Linked DNA regions of Xenopus laevis: region 2 is linked to region 1. The links are chromatin contacts, called in public Hi-C maps. All regions are on one chromosome and are shown on one strand. The core of a region is the stretch at or near the end of the contact, and the rest is flanking DNA. Distances in the headings are between cores, read along the strand shown.

Region 1 (3,058 bases), core at 156-2,655:
TAGTAGTATATGAATAGAAGATCAGCACCTCTGACAGTGCTGATCTTATATATATATATATATATATATATATATATATATATATATATATATATATATATATATATATATATATATATATATATATATATAGATAGATATAAATAGATATACTATTTTATATATATATATATTTATAACTATTTTATAGTTTCTGAAGTAAACACCCATTTTATCAGTACATTATATTTTCATTACTTTAAAAGACTTTCATTTTTTGGTGTTACTGTTCCTTTAAGCTGGGGCCATTATAGTGGCAGTGGTGTTGGCAGGAATATGTGGTTGCAGCTGCCATTGGTGTAATGGTAAGTAAAGAGACAGTAGCAACAGATAGGGCAAAAGAGAAATAGGAAACATTCAGGGCAGGTAACAGGCAGTATAAATAGGTAGGGTGGGCAGCTGGAGTACTTACCACATTGGGTGCAGAAGGTGGGCTGCTTGTGGGTATAAAGGGCAGTAGAGGTACATTGGGGCCAGTTGTGGTATGTACCATACAAAGTTGGTGTAGTGCAGGGGTCCCCAACCTTTTTTACCCGTGAGCCACATTCAAATGTAAAAAGAGTTGGGGAGCAACACAATAAGGGCTGTGCTTGGCTATTTGGTAGCCCCTATGTGGAACTGCAGCCTACAAGAGGCTCTACTTGGCACTATACTTAGTTTTTATGCAATTAAAAATTGCTTCCAAGCCTGGAATTCAAAAATCAGCACCTGCTTTGAGGACACTGAGAGCAACATCCAAGGGGTTGGAGAGCAACATGTTGCTCACGAGCTACTGGTTGGGGATCACTGGGTAGTGGCTGCAGAAGCTGAGCAGCTTGTGAATACAGGGGGACTAGGGTTATATGAGGGGACACTAGGGGTATAAGAGGCGGCAGTTGGGGTACTTACCATATAAAGTGCAGTGGCTGCAGAATGTTTGCTACTTAAGGGTACAGGGGCAATAGGGACACAAAGGGACAGTAGAGTTATGTGAGGGGCAGTTGTGCTACTTACTATATCAAGTATGTGTAGAATGTTGGCTGATTGTGGGTGTAGAGTTGGGTTCAGGGGTAATATAGGTATATAGTAGGGGGCAGTTGGTGTGCACAGTGAGCAGCAGGAGTATATCAGGGGCCAGTAAGGTACATTTGATACATACCATATAAAGTCGGTGCAGTGGCTGCAGAACGTTGGCTGCTTGAAGAAGCGAGCGATGAATTTGTGATTCTTCACCTCGTGCACGTTCTTCTGTCTAAGGGCCCCCTTGCGGGCAAAGCGCTGGACCACGTCCTGTAAGGGGGATGAGGACGAGGTGCTGTCGTTGTGCTGGAAGACATCAGCCATGGTGCTGGGTTCTCCGGTACCGGGAAAAGTCCGAATCCAAACGGGCAACCACTGCCCCACTGACAGCTCCGGGCTGGGGAGCCGCCTCCATGCCCTGCTCCCCGCCCCGTGACGTTTTTAACCCCACCTCTACCGTGCCCGGGAACGCCCCCTACTTGGGAAACACTTTCTAGAGCCCACCCATTCCCTAGTTTTGGCACCGGCCTGTCTGTAACTCACTGTCCGCAACGCAGGGACCTCCTCCCAAGCAACCCGCTTAGTGACGTTACCACGTTGCGCCTAAAGTCCCCTAAGTCTTTGCTACTCCATTTGCCCCTCCCCTTGGCATGGTGTCTATACCTCCCGCCCATTTGAGCTTCTGACCCCGCCCAATAAGCGTTAGGCTTATCTCTTTGCGTTGTGCCATAGCATGAGAACGAAGTGTCAGCGGCACCTGGCGGTTCTGTGTGGTACTGCGACTTCTCTCATCCTTCATCAACCTGCATTGAATATGTATTGGATAATTTACCCTCCCTCTGCTGTAAATTATAAGCATACTAGGAGTCAAGTCACTGAGGGGTTCTGTGACAATTTAAAAACACAAGGCTGCAGTCAAGCAGGGGACTCTAAGTATCACTCGTATTATAAGGGATAATGTACCCCCTACTGTAAATTATAAGGATATTAGAATTCACTGAGGGGTTCTTTGACCATATAAAGGCACAAGGCTGCAGGCTGAGTTATACAGGGAACTCTTAGTATCACTCATGTATTATAAGGGATGATGTACCCCCTACTGTAAATTATAAGGATATTAGAAGTCACTGGGGGTTCTGTGACCATATAAAGGCACAAGGCTGCAGACTGAGTTATACAGGGAACTCTGAGTATCACTCATGTATTATAAGGGATAATGTACCCCCTACTGTAAATTATAAGCATATTAGAAGTGACTGAAGGGTTCTGTGACCATATAAGGGTACAAGGCTGCAGGGATGATCGTGGCCCCTCTGCCACCTGTGGTGGCTTGCTGGTCACCCTGAATGCCATTTCGAAAGTGTAGTAGAAGACTACTAGAACAGCCAAATTTTAGGTATAATAACCATAATTTTGGCACCTTTGTTAAGGTGCAGGGCATTGCAATCAGAGGCAAGAGTCTAACCTTGTCTCATTGTAGAAGCACCACTATGTAAATTATAAGGATATTAGAAGTCACTGGGGGGTTCTGTGACCATATAAAGGCACAAGGCTGAGTTATACAGGGAAATCTGAGTATCACTCATGTATTATAAGGGATAATGTACCCCCTACTGTAAATTATAAGGATATTAAAAGTCACTGAGAAGTTCTATGACCATATAAAGGAACACAGGCAGGATCTAGAAGGGAACAGAACAACCTTAGGGCAAGATATAGGGGCAGCAATATATTGGACCAAGCATTTAACAATAAGGTAGGGCAATCTTAACCCACTGTATCTCCATAGACTTCTTGCTTCTTCTACAGTTCCCATCTCACCTTATCTCACAACCCTTCTACCTACAAATGTTTTTATGTGGGCACTTCTACGCATACTTTGGGCCATGAAGACAGGACTGAGCTTAGCTGAGATCCCGGCACACATGTAGATGAGCTGATTCTATGAGATGTGACATATAAAGCAGACTGCACAGTTTTGATATACCCCCTGCAACATCAGAAGACATTTCTGGTTATG
Region 2 (3,058 bases), core at 361-2,860, 100 kb before region 1:
AAAATGAATGCTGAATTGTCAGACAGAGGTAGAATTATTTTGATTCTACCTGCATATCTGACAATTCAGCTAATAACTTTAGTAAAGAAAATAAATTATATATTAAAACTTTAGATCTTCCAAAAAAATCATAATTGTAATGTGTATGTCCACCTTAAGAGTTATATTACAGAAGATTTACCTCTGGGGCAATGTAATCAGGGGTGCCACAGAAGGTCCGAGTTGTTACCCCCTCAACCATGTGCTCCTTGCACATCCCGAAATCTGCGATTTTAATGTGACCTTCGAAGTCCAACATGACATTGTCCAACTTCAAGTCTCTGTACGGAATAACACAGGGTCAGAACCAGGGAAAAGTGGTGCTGTTCTAAAAAGCATACAGTCTAATTAGGACAGATTTTATGCTGAAGTGTGTGGCCCTTATATAGTAGTCACCCACCTGTAGCAGATCCCCTTCCTGTGCAGAAAAAACAGGCCAACAGATATCTCTGCTGCGTAGAACCTGCAGGGAGTGAGAGAGAAGGTTACTGATCCGTAACTGGGATACAATTAACCCATTAGTGAATGGTAAGAGAACTGGGCTTTGGTTCATCATTTGTTGCTGAAGGAGGAAGAGGTGGATGGGGACAGCAGAAAGTCTAATTTAACAAGGGCTCCAGGCTAAGACTGCAAAGAGTTGTAGTTCACAAATACCTACTAAGCCATGGGTTCACAGCCTTACCAGCTTTTTGCCCCACACTGTGCTCAGAACCTAAATCAACTGAATATTTAAGAACCCACTGAACCCCCACATTATATGGCAGAAGGTGTATAACACCCTGACCCCTTGGGGTGCCAGATCTCCATAGCAACGTGATGATTTGCGTTGTTTCTCTACACTCTGAGCCCCATCCTACCTTCACTCACAGGTCAGCTCTCAGCCGTACAGGAGCCACAGCAAAGGCCCCTCAATCAGTGTCCTGGGCGCGTGCCCGCTGAAAGCTAATGTTGCGCTCTGAACAGTAACATTGTGACACAAGTAATTACCATCAGACTCAACTACTAGCGTCCTGGTGCGTAATCAGCCCCTGGCCGCTTCTAGGAAACATCTGACTCGTTTTAGTAACAGGTTAGGGCAGAGCATGCGGGGAAACTGGATATTAATTCTACTGCGAGGCAAAGGGGGGTGTCCTTTAAGTAATGTCAGATACTAGAAATAGTAATTATTAATGGGTAATTATTGTGTGTGATACTAGGGACCCACAAGCACCGAATTTCCAAGCTAGGGGTATCAGGGTTCTCCCTAATGATAAAAGTGCCTATAATTTCTGTGTATAAAAATCTTTTGACCCTGTATCTGCATATTGCTGCATATCCTTTGCCCCGACACTGATTGGTATATACCCTGCTATATGGCATTAATCATGGCAGGCAATTCGGTGCCGTGCACATATTCCCCTGGTGTGGCTCTTCTCAGTGGTATAACTACTCGCCGGTGGGCCCTGGTACAGGATGGGCACCTGGGCCCCCCTATTGTGCCTTCCCCCTATGAATTGCGCGCTAAAGTACTGCCGACATGCGTGCTGTAAAATCTCCCCCTGCCCAGCTGTCCGCGATAACCATTATGGCAGCTCTGGCGGGCCCCAAGAGGGTACGGGTCCAGGTTCGATGGCACCCCCCTCATCCCTGGTAGTTACGCCACTGGCTCTTCTAAGTGCACTCCCATCATGCCCTTGCCAGGGACATTTCCAAGTATCTGCATGCTAGTCCTGCAATTTGGACTAATTACCTTTAATTACAGTTAATTGGCATCTAATAATGTGCTGGAAACTTGACCTTTCCCCACCTCTATGAGAATCCTTTCTCAATTCCTTTCCAGCCTTTCTACCTAACCCCCTCCTCCACACCCTGTGGGCAACCTCTGAGCTCGGAGCTAAAACTATAATATAAAATAATAAGAAAAAATTGTATGAGGGTTTATTTTATACATATTAATTACATGTAAGTGACTCTGTGATACCTGCCAGTATCTGAAAATATATATCTTTATCTCTCCTGCATACTGGTACTTACAGGGTGGATTCGAAGGGAAAGCTGCAAAGGGGTTCGACATGCCCAATAATACCCCCAGCCTGGCTCTGCAACTTACACATTGCTGAGCACCCCTGTGCCCGAGCCTGCCTGCCCTGTTACTTACTTGCAATGGACTGAAGCACAAAACTGACTATATTATCTCATGAGCAAGGCACAGGTGGCTGGAAATACCCTGGGAGGGTAAGTGTTCCTGGGAAATTACCCCAATCTAAGCACATGTCTTATCTTATAAGACAACTTACACTGCTTGGGGTTCCTTGAATTTGCCCACTTGCTGGATGTGATACATCAGATCCCCTCCACTGACATACTCCATGACAAAGTACAGGCGATCCTAATGAAGAAGAAAAATCATTTCAGAGAAGTCCACAAAGGAGGGACTAAACCATTGTCAATTATACCACAAGCCAACCAATCAGAAGTCAGTTTTCAGTATTGTTACGGCAGGTGAGTGGACAGAACTGTTTGTTGGTTATCAATCTGGGGTTGGGGATAATTGTTCTGACTGGGCTGGGGTCATAGTACCCATAACTGTGCCACTTTATAAGCCCAAAGCAGGGCACCTGTGCCATATATCTGGTTACTGGCAGCACAGCATGATTATGCCCTTGAAGACACCCTGACAATGTGGACAGAGGTGGGAAACATGGCTTCCACTAGCCATATGGCTAATCCATGAGGACCCTATAAGACTTACCACTGTCTGGAAGCAGGAGTGGAGTTGTGTGAGGAAGGGGGGTTTTTCCTGCAGCGCCAGAACTCGTTTCTCCACCATTGTGCATTCCACATCATCATCCTGGATCACCACGTCCTTCTTCAGGATCTTAATAGCATACAGTTCATCTGACCCCTTCCTTTCTGCCAACATAACCTGGAAATGATTTTCACTTTCACTGAAACGTGGGATACAGACCCTCAAGCCATTGGCTCAGCCACCTTCACTCACTGGTTATATGGTAACTCCCAAATAAATATACAGAGAAGG

The links. A called contact is a pair of places that touch in the nucleus more often than the background predicts.
Region 2: a contact with region 1 is called in a Hi-C map of the XL177 cell line, with 4 times the contacts expected there. The contact joins the enhancer-like site here to the promoter of prkca.L in region 1. A contact is called at or near these places in 2 of 4 Hi-C or Micro-C datasets (the XL177 cell line and the XTC cell line).

What each region holds. Positions count from the first base shown.
Region 1 is chr9_10L:53,898,538-53,901,595 of Xenopus_laevis_v10.1, reverse strand. prkca.L (protein kinase C, alpha L homeolog) reads right to left here and starts at 1,405. Exons shown (of 17, transcript NM_001093673.1): 1 at 1,178-1,405. The coding sequence starts at 1,362.
Region 2 is chr9_10L:53,998,368-54,001,425 of Xenopus_laevis_v10.1, reverse strand. prkca.L (protein kinase C, alpha L homeolog) reads right to left here. Exons shown (of 17, transcript NM_001093673.1): 10 at 2,771-2,944; 11 at 2,316-2,407; 12 at 440-502; 13 at 182-320. Among protein-coding and RNA genes, the nearest start is that of cacng5.L, 24 kb to the left of the region's middle. Within about 2 kb of position 1,610, at least 1 of the 7 cell types and tissues checked has an H3K27ac peak or open chromatin away from gene starts, as enhancers often do.